Regions from separate parts of the Ovis aries genome. Here region 2 is linked to region 1. The links are chromatin contacts, called in public Hi-C maps. All regions are on one chromosome and are shown on one strand. Each heading gives the region's core, a stretch centred on a gene start, on an enhancer-like site or on the middle of the called end of the contact. The rest is flanking DNA. Distances are from core to core; before and after follow the strand shown.

Region 1 (6,470 bases), core at 1,973-4,472:
TCCAGGTGTGAACTGTTTCCCATAAGAAAGAGAGAAAGCCAGGTGTCGGTAGGATAAGGGGGGCAGAACTAGAACCTTAATGTTTGCTATTAGAGCTGTTGTGATTTTTTAGCGTGCGAGGCGGAAAAACGAATGGATTTCATTGGCGGTCTTCATAGTATGGAAGATAACCGTTTTTTTTTTTCCAATTCCAGAAACTGCTGACTTGGCACTGGCCCCTGCGATGAGGTTTCTTAGCTCCTGGAGTTGTATTTTAGACTTAGCTGAATATTCCAGGATGAGAATGTTTAACTACCAACTTTAGCTGTCCTGGGCAATGATGACTTTGTTGTTTTATGTTACACAAGATGTTCTTGTGTTTCTGTCAAGAATTGATTTGTTTTTGTTTTTTTTAAAGTGCTTCTGTTTCTTAGAGATTTTTCTTTCAATCAAATATGTTAATTGGTTGCTCAAGAGAAAATGAATAATATATATGGCTCCCTATAATTTGAACTGTGATCTTTCACAAAATTAATAGAAATGAAATGTTTTTGCATTATGACTTTGAAAGTTAAAATATCATTTACAAAAGTTAATATTTGCTCAATACAGTAAATTTGGAAGATGCTAAGAAGTAGAAGGAAGATAACTTTAGCACTATTAATAATTTTGGTGTGTCTTATGTGTAATGTTCAGAGATAATGGTTTTTTCTAAGTAATTGGTGGTAATTAATAGCTAATATAGTCTATCAGTTCATACAGGCTGGATTTCTGCATAAGCTGAAGATTTTCTTGGTAGCCAAGTCATGAAAGTGAAATTTTTTATTGTAATTCTTAAAATCTTACGTTGAATATGGATATTCAGTTCAGTTCAGTTCAGTTGCTCAGTCGTGTCCGACTCTTTGCAACCCCATGAATCGCAGCACACCGGGCCTCCCTGTCTGTCACCAACTCCCGGAGTTCACTCAGATTCACGTCCATTGAGTCAGTGATGCCATCCAGCCATCTCATCCTCTGTCATCCCCTTCTCCTCCTGCTCCCAGTCCCTCTCTATTGCCTGTTAAAATAACAAAGACCAAAGATTCCCTCTGCTGAGAAGTTCACTGGGTTAACTTGAGCTTTTCTATGGGAATAGTGAGCAAGCCACCCGTTTTTCTTGAGATGCAAACAGATACTGAAAGTGTGATTTCATCTTCCTTATGCTCTGTAAACCGAAGACACCAGGAAGCAGTGAGGTTGTTAAAAGTTCAGAGCGCTGAGGGAAGAGATCAGCAGCAAAAGTCTGAAAAATTCACGAAAGGAACCAGCCTCTGCTCATCAGAGAGCCGGTCTCTGTTTCCAGAAGACATCGTATTACAGTGGGTCCCGTCACAGTGTCCTGCAGGAAGGGGCTCTGAGTGCTGGAGGAGCCTGTGGAGACCCTCGGTGTTGTAGCCGAGGTGTCCCGCTTTGTCCCGAAACTCTCCAGCAGCAGGCTTGTGCCAGAGTTTGGGGGGAGCAGTGTGTGGAACTACCATAGGAGCTGTTTCATCCCGTTGGCCTTTTACATGCCACTCTCCAGCTTTTCCTCTGCAGCTTGTCTTCGCCCATTTTCCTGTGTGAATTCCAGCCTAACTGTGCTCTGTTTTTTTTTCCTCTCCCCAGCTTAAGTGAGAGCTTTTTCATGGTGAAAGGAGCAGCCCTCTTCCTACAGCAGGGAAGCAGCCCTCAAGGCCAGCGGAGTCTTCAGCACCCCCACAAGCATGCAGGTGATGGCTCTAAACTGATGCTTTTACCCAGGGAGTTACCTTCTGTGTGGCTGAGCAACCCTGCAACACTGTGTTCAGCACTTGGCTGGTTCTCAAGGCCAGGGAAATAGCGCAGCACAGGTTGATAATAACAGGTGCAGGTTAGAGGCTCTTTTCTTGAGGCCATGTGTGTTTTCCTGACGGTACTGGGAGCCAGCACCCTTTGACCATGCGTGTGTATATAAGGTCAGCAGCTTTCTGTTTGGATGTAAAGATTCCCTACTCAGTCTATCCGTTAACTGCAGATTTTAAGTTACAGTATCCTGGGCTTCTCCTGGTGGCTCAGACAAGAAAGAAGTTGCCTGCCTTGCAGAAGACCCGGGTCTGATCCCTGGTTTGGGAAGATTCCCCTAGTGGGAATGGCTGCCCACTCTAGTATTCTTGCCTGGAGAATTCCATGGACAGAGGAGCCTGGTGGACCGTAGTTCAAGGTGTCGCAAAGACTCGGACATGACTAAGCAGCTAACGCTTTCCCTTTCTTCACATGCCTTTTTAACAAATGTACCAGAGCATCTTATGGCCAGATGTTGTCCCCTTGAAAATTACTGCCTTGGGGTGCGAGATGCCTAGCCTGTCATTGCTCTGAGCACTTGGAAGGCTCTCATTTGGGGAATTTATTTACAAACCTTGGGCACATATTGGGTTGGAAAGTCTTTATTTTTTAATGGTGGGTGGTTTTTTGGAAGTAGACAGAAATTATAAAATGGGATCAAAGCAAGTATTCACTGAGGCACAAAAGCAAGGAAATAAGAAATGTGTCCAAGGACTTCCCTGGCAGTCCGGTGGTTAAGACTTCGCCTTCCAATGCAGAAGGTGCGGGTTCAGTCCCTGGTTGGGGAACTGAGATCCCTTGTGCCTTGTGACCAAAAAACCAAACCAGAGAAACAGGAGCAATATTGTAACCAGTTCAATAAAGACTTTAAAAATGGTCTACAAAAAAAAAAAAAAAAGCTTCAAAAAAAAGAAAAGAAATGCCCAGGAAGTGGAAGACAGGGAAGGCTGACATGCTGCAGTCCATGGGGTTGCACAGAGTCGGACTGAGCGACTGCACAGCAATAACAAAGCAGTAAGAAGGGTTTTCTTAGGTGACTTGACCCTGAACCTGAAGGCATTTGGGAGTAAAGGATTAGGGAGGCATTTGCGTGCAAGTGGATCTTTGTAGCCAGTGGGGAGCCTCTCCAGGCACTTCTTGGATGGGCAGCGCACGTCTGAATAGGCGCTGGAAAGACCTCGCCTCTCAGAACCGCAGCGAATCAAAGGAGCTGGCAGTTGGGGCCAGTCCTGTTGTCACTTCGGTCATCTTGTTTGTCTAACGTCAAGTCAATCAAGCCTCATCTGGGAGCTGAGTCTCTGGGCTAGAATTTCCTGTCTTAGATTTTATAGCAAACCCCAAGGCTCAGTCAATATTGTCACATGCTGATATTTATAATCAAGATTTAGGTCTGTCGTAAGCTAAGTAAACAATCTCTCTGCACAGGGAGGCAGTGAGTTTTGTGGAAAGAATATTTACTCTGGAGCCAGACAGACCTGGCTTCTGATCCAGTTCTGCAAGCATACAGAACTTTCAGAGTCAGTTTCTGAGCTTTGGTCTCCTAATCTTTACAACGGGCATCAAATATCGGTCGGTAACTCCGATGACAAGAAATGTGAAATTTATGCACGTTAACGGGCCTACCTTCTTGGTGCTCTGCCTGCGTAGCTGTAATCATTGCTACAGTGCCTGCTGGTACAATAAAACTACAAACCGAACCTTTGCTTCTTAATCTGCTAGCACTTCTGCCTATAAGGAATGTAAACTGTTGTGCATGGCTTAACCATAATGCATGAGCAAAGCCAATGCTCAGTTTTTCTCCCTAAGTATTAAATGTCTCCTTCCTCAAATTCAGCGAATATTTGCATACTGTGTGCAGTCTTGGGGAAGTGACTACAAAACCGTCTTGTAAAATCATTCCACCCGGTTGGTGCATCTCTGGAAGGTAACACAAGGATGGGAAGGGAGCTTGGTCTGTTGGCTTTTCTGCCCTGGGGTCTGGGGGGCGCGGACAGTGAGCTCAGAAAAGCAGGGCTTGCCCATTGGCCACAGATGCTCAGTACATGGCTGTGGGTCAGGCACACACTGGACTTCACGGCAAGTCCCCCAGACGACCCACAGGCCCCTAAGCAAACCCCATGCCAAGCTGAGGACATGACTCCACGTCGAGTGATTCCGCTCATGTTAGCCAGTCCATTTGGGCCGAGACTCTTCCTTTCCAGGGCTGACCTATACTTCAGGCTCAAATTCTCTGCTTTTTTTTCTTTTTTGCAAGTGCTTACCGAACACTTTAACATACAGAGACTGTGTGAGGCTGCCAGGCCCGGGGTTGGGATTTCTCTGTGTCAGCAATTCCATGTCTCAGCAGACAGTCCCACTGAAAGCCCTCTGCTGCTGCTGCTGCTGCTGCTAAGTCGTTTCAGTCGTGTCCAACTCTGTGCAACCCCATAGACAGCAGCCCACGAGGCTCCCCCATCCCTGGGATTCTCCAGGCAACAACACTGGAGTGGGTTGCCATTTCCTTCTCTGATGCATGAAAGTGAAAAGTGAAAGTGAAGTCACTCAGTCATGTCCAACTCATAGCGACCCCATGGACTGCAGCCTACCAGGCTCCTCCATCCATGGGATTTTCCAGGCAAGAGTACTGGTGTGGGGTGCCATTTCCTTTTCCAGAAAGGCCTCTATCTGTGTGGACAGCTTTGTTTTCACTGAGCCACTCATCAGACAAGGGACTGGTGTCCGCCTTCATCCGTGTGCCTTTGTGACTCAGAGTAGGGAGTGGGGGCGCCCAGCTGTGGTGGTTGTGTGCCATCCTGATGTTGGTGACACGACAGGTAAGCATGCCTCTGGGTAGAGAAAAGGACCGAGGACCATCCCCTCCAAGTCATTTCTCATGGGACGTGGTGCCAGCGTATGGTGTTGTACTCTGCGGGATCCTGGAAGAGAGAAGACAAGGGGGCCGGTTTCCAACAAACTTGACTCCTCTCTGAGGCTGGAAGTGCCGTTTGCACATCATTTGTCAGCCTTCTTTAAGATTAAAAAGATGCTTTTTGCCAAAGGAGCATGCCCTGGGTCTTCCCTGGCGGTCCAGTGGTTGAGACTCTATACTTCCATGTCAGGATGCCAGGGGTCTAATCTCTGGTCAGGGAGCTAAGATCCCACATACCGCATGGCCATAAAAAAGAAAATTTCTTGAACTAAATAAAAAATGAAAATGCAACATACCAACTTAAAAAAATCATATGGGAAAATCAAGTTTGGAAAAAAGGAACACAGCCAGTGGATTAATCCCTCTGGGTTCTAATCATGATCTGTAGGATCATTTTTTTTCTTAAGATAATTATTTCTTAGGAGTGTTGCACAACCTGAAATGATTATGGATTTTCTGTGAATTACTCCTTGCACTTTTCTTCCACATCAGCATCTTTACAGTTGAACCATTTCTTCAGAACGATCCCCACACAGACATATTTGAAATATATACATAAGCTAGGAAAAAAAGCGGCATTGCAAACACCCTCACTACTTTCTAGTTCTGAAGCTCAGTTATGGGGTCCCCTGTGCCTGGGAGACGTAGCCCTTCTCCTGTGGGTTGGATCCTGCGTGGCTGTGGAGCCTCACCATCTCTGAGAAACTCTCTTCCCCGCCCTGCAGCCCAGAGGCACCCCCCAGGGACCCTGCGGCCACTCAGTGATGATTGGAGGCTGACCCTGGATTCCTGTCTCTTTTCAATCACCTGGGGGAAACAAACAGAGAGTATATGTTTTTTAGCAGGAAAAAAAATGCCATTGCTGTTTACTCAAATTATATCTCTGGGTACCCAGCACATACCTTCTCTCTGTGCAGTGACTTAAAACATTTTCCCTCCTGGTTATAGAAGTCATGTCTTTCACCCTCTTTTAAGGAAAGTGGAGTGTGCGTGTTAGTCACTCAGTCATGTCCAGCTCTTTGAGACCCCATGGACTGTAGTACCATCAGACTCCTCTGTCCATGGAACTCTCCAGGCAAGAATACTGGAATGCATTCTCTTCTCCCAGGAATCTTCCTGACCCAGGGATCAAACCCACGTCTCCTGCACTGAAGGCAGATTTTTTAAGCGGAAAATAACCCCAAGCCCTTTTTCCTTCAGACCAACCCTCAGCAAATCCCTCTCTTCAGCTGTGTCTATAGTTGCTGCTGCCTCCACCCCTGCAAAGTCACATTTGCTTGAATTTAATAACGTTTCTTCTCTAGGCTTATCTGTATTTTTGAGATTTTTGTATGTAATAATAAAAAACACATATTGCATTTCGTTCAGAAAACAAAAGCAACTTTAAAAAACCTGGCAATGAACTCTCTCTCTCACCCATACTCATTTCAGCATTCAGGAGTGGACTAAGGGAAGTCCAGGTCTTCCAGACCCTCAAAACCAGCCTCTCCTGGGTATCTGCCTGGAAAGTAGGTGGGTGACCCATTTTAAACTTTCTCCATTCATCCAACAGGGGACCTGCCTCAACATCTTCAAGTCATGATCAACCTTCTGCGTTGTGAAGATAGAATCAAGCTGGTAAGAAGAGACGAGAGTGGCAAGTTTTCATTTTTAATGGTGACATTTGGTAGGCACTTATTGACGAGCAGGGAGTTGGAAGGGAGGTCAGGGAATGAGGGGGTGGGGGGTTGGCTCTCTTACATTA
Region 2 (6,325 bases), core at 2,549-5,048, 120 kb after region 1:
GCTTGCTTTATAAAGCTATTCAAACTTTGCAGAGCGCCCTCTTCTGTCGTTTTCAGGTAGTGCTGGGGAACACCATGGCTTGCTGTGTATTTCCTGACCTGCTTTTAATTTGACCTTTCTGATTCCTTTGTCCATCTTACTTCGGTCCTGCCCAGCTTTGCTTCCATTTCTTGGAATTGCCTCTCAGTGTGGGCCTGTCTCAGAAGGGAGTCCTCTCTGGCTGGCTTCTAGAATACTGGGGTCTAGCTTTCTCAGCCCCTTCAGACCTTTGCTGTTTTAGGCCCCTGTTCTCGTCCACTGTTGGGGAAGGCAGAGCCCCTCCCGTTTCCGTTGTGGTCTCGTAACGGCCTGCTCTGCTCAGGTCTGTGGGGCCCCCGTTGCTGCCCCATGAGTTTTTCACACACAGGCCGACAGCACACGGGTCGTGTGGCTGTTGTTGATTTTCCTCCACCCGCTTGCATCTGGGTCGTCGCCTCATTTTCTGTAAATGTGGTCCCTGTGTTTTGTTTTGTCATCTGAGTGCTCTGTGTTTTTCTGCAGGGACTTGGGGAGATCTGCCACTGACACCACCGTCTTCCCAGAATCCTCCCGTGTTGCCCCTTTATTGGTTTTGCCAGAGTGAACATTTTGTAAATTTGGGATAAATCTTCCTCCAGCTTTTTTTTAGTCCCTTAAGTATGGGGCTGGTATTTTAATCGCTTAATTTGCCTCAAATCATTTGATATTATTGGGCTAATTACAAAATGCTTTAATAACTCAGCAGTTGAAAAAAAAGTTTTTAAGTATTTGATCTCCTACCCCACCTGCTTCTTAATACCTCATTTTCCACTTGTTCTGAAGGTAAAAGAACACCATACAATAGATCAAATAATTTCAAACAGCAGCTTTTATTAATTGAAAAAAGAAGAAGAAGAGAAGTTGGCTCTAGTTTCCTCCTGGTGATAGCCCAGGAGCTGCAAATGCTATCAGGGCCCAGCTTTTGTAGAGAAAGGATGCTGAGAAAGTCCCAGGCCACGTATATATATTTATCTATGCGCTCAGCCTTAGCTACCTTACTTGTTTCAAAAACTAAATTAAATAAATAAATACACAAATACGCCAATTGAGAGGATCAAGGAAGGTATAAATATATAATGAGTTATTTTTCTTATAGTGAGTTTTGATGTATACTTACAGAGGATTCATGGCAGTAAGAATATCTTCAGCGGATAATTCAGTAGACAAAAATACAACAAAACCAGTTTACCAAATGAACGGTAAATGATTAAATTAGTTTTAAAAACTGCTTCTTGTATTTATGGTGTAATTCTTCGATGTCCTCTGCATTTAAGTGGTGGTTAATTCATTGTGTGAGCATTGATTCTGTGCCACTGATGTTAGTGGTGATTGCAGTTTTCGAGAAGGAATGCCAGCCTTATGGTACATCCCGTCATCATTTAGAGGTGGCCTCCTGAAGCCACCTGAAGGTAAATTTTACAGGCATAGTTTGCCCTTGACGTGCTGTTGTCTTGTCTTCTCATGTTTTGGCCACTCCACTTGGCATGTGGTGTGGGATCTTGGTTCTCTGACCAGGGGTCGACACTGTGTTCCCTGCAGGGGAAGTGCACAGTCTTAACCCCTGGACCTCCAGGGAAGTCCTGGTGGACTGCTTCTTGAAGTGATGTTTTGTACAAGCAACTAGCAATGATATAAACCCTGCTCGGGGAAACTATACTCTGCTCCTAGGTTTTCCAGATTTTTTGATACTGTGAGTTCTTTTCTCTAACAAAATCTCCTCACAGAGAGTTTGAAAGATTGCAGCTGTTGAGTATTTTATTTGGGAAAATTTTAGCTCCAAGAAAATAACAACACCTTATATAATACAAATAGCAACCAACGTAGGTTTAGTGAATGGTGTCGATTCAACACTGTCCCTTACCTGCAGACACAAATGCAAAAGAGCAGCTGTCCAGACAGTAGGGCCGCCCGGTTGGCTCTTCCAGAGTCTGGGAGAGGGGATGTTCCCGCAGGAGGAGCACTCTTACTTGTCTTCACCTGGAGGTTCTGATGGTCCCAGATGACGAGGCTTTAATGGCCACTGTTCCCTTTCCCCGAATCAGTCTTAACACTCCTGTGGACAACAACAGTGATCAGCTCCCTAGTTTAGCCAGTTTTGCGTCCGTTGTAAATTTTCCTATTGTGGGCTTTGCCTTGAAATAAAGATGGAAGTGACGTGGTTGGTGATGAGAGCGCATTCCCCAGGGCTCCAACCCCTCTCAGTCATTCAGCAGGACTTGTTATTTCCATTCTGTCCAGATTGCATCTGGGCCATCGGCCAAGTGGCTATTTCTTGGCACATCGGAACCCCACTCTCAGTTCTTGATTTTCTCAAGACCAGCGTTGTTCTCAGTGTCACGGTTCGTGAGGGGTGTCCTGCCCGCGGGGGTGGTTGGACGGCGGCTTCTGCGGGAGGGTTGCTGCTCTGCAGTGGCTGCAGTCTCAGCCTCTCCCTGTCCCTTCAGATCAGCGCTTTCCTTCATTCTGCCTTTGGAGTTGATTTCTTCTGCGTTTAAAAAACGCGGCCTTTGTGGGGAATCCTCCTTTTTGTGGCCATAACTGCAGTAGCTGGCCCGGTAGCAAGTTCACGACGGGTAATTAAAGCAGGGAAGCGGTGTCTGGAAACACTTTCTGTTTGCTTTAAATTTGCGCTGTGTTTGAGAAATAAAACCGTCAAACAGATAACACTTTAAAATGACTGCTTTGAGAGAAATCCGCTTTTCTTAATTTTCCTCACTTTTTTCCTGTTAGAACTGTACTCTGGACCTGTCTTTTTTCATATTCAGAAATTTATGTGGGAAAAGGAGGCCAGTCATTCCTGAACAGGGGCTTAAAGTTGTTTTTTTCCAGAACCATGTTGGCTTTTCACTCACTGATTCACTTTTTCATCTGAAAGCCCTAAAGACTGATGGCATTTTTCCCCCTTTCTTTGGCTCAGAGGTTAAAGCGTCTGCCTCCAATACGGGAGACCCAGGTTCGATCCCTGGGTCGGGGAGATCCCCTGGAGAAGGAAATGGTAACCCACTCCAGCATTCTTGCCTGGAGAATCCCATGGACGGAGAAGCCTGGTAGGCTACAGTCCATGGGGTCGCGAAGAGTCAGACACAACTGAGCAACTTCACTTCCTTTCTTTCTTTCTTTCTTTCAAAACGAAACAAGATAAAACATTGCCTTAGTAATGTATCATCCACACAGAAAATGCCAGGAATACACAGTATTATTTCAAAAAATAAGAAAAAAAGCCAGGAGGTGAGGGGATAGCTTGTAGTGGCTGCCAGGCTGAATGCCCGCTGAGGGTTCAGCAGAGGGTGTCTGAGGCCTCTTTTCCTCGCTGCTCCCCGAGTATGAGTCTGGAAGAGCGAGTGGTATCAGAGTCCTTGCCGAGGCCACGGAGCACAGAGGAGCTAGCGGACCAGCCTGGAGATGAGAGCTGATCTTCTCTGTGCTGACTGGCCCGGCGTGAACTAGAGCTTTCACACGTGGGATATCTTGGACATAAATGAGGCAGTTAGGTACAGGGCTGAATTAATTTGAAGACAAATTAATTTCATTGCCAAGAATCCTGCTGTTCAGACTTAAAATTACATATTGGGGTCATAGGGGTCACAGTTCCAACAAGAAAAATAATCATGAACGTAGATCCTTTTTATTTGCCAGGCGCTGTTTTAAGCCTTCATGTGGTGATTATATTTAATCACTGTTAACAGCACAGTGAGGCAGGAGCGTGTCCCATTTTACTACTCAGGAAACCCAGGCCCAAGAGAGGTGACAGTTTAGTCAAAGGTCACTCCGTTTGCAATAGTTCACCTTTGGGTGGTGCTTAGGGGTGCAGAATGTTTCGACGTGTTTGACCTTTCCAGTTACCCTGAGAGGGCAGAGCTGCTGCTGTCCCTTGAATCGAACAAGGAAATTGAGGCTCCAGGAAGTGAAGCCCCGTTTTCATGCTGACGTGGCCAGTTAGCGTCCCAGCTCTGGCGGAGACCTGGTCTCTGACATCCTGGCCAGCGTCCACACCAGCCTGCATCCCAGGTCGTGCGCAGGAAAACCCGCGACCTCTCCAGTCCAAACTGGAAGGCCGCTGTGGCGGTAGCAGGGAGCCCGGCAAAGGGCAGAGAGCCACGTGCCAGCGGGCCTGTGAGCCAGCTCAGCGCCCACCACGCAGGGCTGTGTCCACTTCGTGTGGAAGGACCTGTAGGCGTGCCAGGCCTTTCCCGAGTCCACCTTCCTCCCTGCAGAGGCTGGAGGGCTGCTGTCCGTGTCTTCTCGCACAGGAGTTTCCCCTCACAGTCGCTGTCCCCTCCTGCTGGACTCTCCTGCCAGGGTTATCTTCTTACTCTGTTGTCTCCCAGCCCCTCAGCCAGCCTCTTTGGAGCATCTACTCTTTAAAAAATTGCTCCCTACAGCTATTTTCTTTTAAAGCTAGATCCTTGATTTCCTTCCTCCCCTCTCCCCTTCCTTCTTTCCTGCTTCCACCTGTCACCTGACTCCTGTTCATCCTTAGAGGTGTCTCCTCAGGGAATCTCCGTGGAGGTACCAGACTCAGGTGGCAGGAAGGCAACCTCGTGACACTTAATTTTCACTCCACTTAGCTCATACCAGTGTCGCGTTGGTAATGTAGACTCTGTGGTTTCCTAGTGAAAAAGACAAGTAACAACTACAGCTAAACTTACCCAGAGCCTGCCTTAGGCCAGGCGTTGTTCTGAGTGCTTTAGATTCATGTTGTTGCATTGGTCTCCGGACAACCCCAGTGAGAGCAAATTCCTTATTATTCCCATTTTATAGGCGAGGAAGCTTGAGGTCCAGATAGGTTAGGTGAATGTCCCTAAGGTCATACAGCTGATATGTGGAAGAATTAGGATATTCCTCACCCCTGCACTGTACTGGGGGCACTGACTGTGTGTCAGGCACTGTTCCAGGACTTTCTCATGGCACTAAATGAAGTCTGACCGTTTCCTGTGCTGAGCCCTTTGACCATCACCGTAAGAGGCCTGGGCTGGAGTGGAAGGAAGATCTGTTTGGCTCCCAAGCCCATGCTCCAGCTTTCTGTTCGACTTGTGCTGTCTTTGACTTTCGATCTCATAGACCGACCACTCTGCTTTGTTAAGACTATAAACCTCTTGAGAGCAAGATCTAAGTTCAGTTGTCCTTCTCCTCCTTACCTGGTAGTGGGCCTGTGTTACGGTGGCTACTCAAGGAGAGTGCTCTTGAATGAGTGACCGAGGTAGTACGATGGGTTAGGTGTCTGCGTGAAATGCATAATAAGCCTTGTTGATGGAACCATGGGTCTGCCAAAAGTTAGATAAAGAAGGGACAAAGAATTTCCTCATTTTTAAAAGTATATAATAAATATTATGCTCCATCACTAAAATCTCCTTGCCATCCAAAGAAAAGATGGAGGAAGAAACTTGAGAAAGAAGAGATGAAGTCCCATTATGAGCTCTCATGTTTAAGACAGGAAATGCTGATTATATCCAAAGCCACCCATCACTCCACGCCTCATTAGGGATTTAGAAAATGCACTATTTAATCGGGGTCAGTCAGGCACTGAAGGTTTTACGATCCTTGTGGGAAAACCCGGCAGCCCGTGGTCACAGTGCCACCTGGAGACAGCATGTGGAATTACATGCTTTCTGTCCCAAGCCTGGTCAGAATTCATTTTGCAAAATGCATTTCCTGTTGAGTCATTGAAGTCCCACTTCCTAACTGTTTCTCTGCCGACTTCGTGCTTTGATTAAATCAGTACTTGTTTTCTGTTCAAAATTTCTGTCCTGCTTTACTTTCAAATTGCCAAGTTCAATGTGGAGCTGTTTTACTGATCATAAACCCTTGAATAAAAACAGGGGAAAGCAAACAGGTAACACTAGAGGGTAGCAGATACCCACACTCCAAGAGAGGGGGCCACAGGCCAGAGTCTCTTTTGTTCGGAGGAGAGAAGCCTGGTCTGGGTGATGGGTGGGAAGGAGCAAGGTCGGCCCCCCTTGCCTTCCCATGCTGGTTCACATCTGCCTTAAAACCCGCTGAATGATGGAGCATTCAGGGGAAATTAGGTGGTTTTCCTAAGCCCTCAGAAGTCAGGTTTATGAATAATCCCATAATTCACGACTTTCCTACAGTCCTCAGACTGGCACCCTTTTTGTTCTGATTCTTTGCAGGACAACAGAACCGAGCTGAACCTTAGCCACTCCTAATCCAGACTCTGCCTCCACTAAGCAATTGAAAACAGACAGTTGTTTGTCTCCTCCTTAAAAATCCCCAACAAAGGAAAATTCTGTTTCTCACTTGTTCCACT

The links. A called contact is a pair of places that touch in the nucleus more often than the background predicts.
Region 2: a contact with region 1 is called in a Hi-C map of liver, with 3 times the contacts expected there. The contact joins two enhancer-like sites. A contact is called at or near these places in 6 of 16 Hi-C or Micro-C datasets (blood, liver, muscle and 2 more).

Annotation. Positions count from the first base shown.
Region 1 is chr17:64,316,344-64,322,813 of ARS-UI_Ramb_v3.0, forward strand. It overlaps SSH1 (slingshot protein phosphatase 1), which reads left to right. Exons shown (of 15, transcript XM_015101685.4): 3 at 1,624-1,727; 4 at 6,279-6,343. Among named protein-coding and RNA genes, the nearest start is that of SSH1, 28 kb to the left of the region's middle. Within about 2 kb of position 3,223, at least 4 of the 54 cell types and tissues checked have an H3K27ac peak or open chromatin away from gene starts, as enhancers often do. A contact at or near this core is called in liver, where this site is marked.
Region 2 is chr17:64,433,158-64,439,482 of ARS-UI_Ramb_v3.0, forward strand. The region is part of intron 3 of CORO1C (coronin 1C); the gene reads left to right. Among named protein-coding and RNA genes, the nearest start is that of SELPLG, 32 kb to the right of the region's middle. Within about 2 kb of position 3,799, at least 4 of the 54 cell types and tissues checked have an H3K27ac peak or open chromatin away from gene starts, as enhancers often do. A contact at or near this core is called in liver, where this site is marked.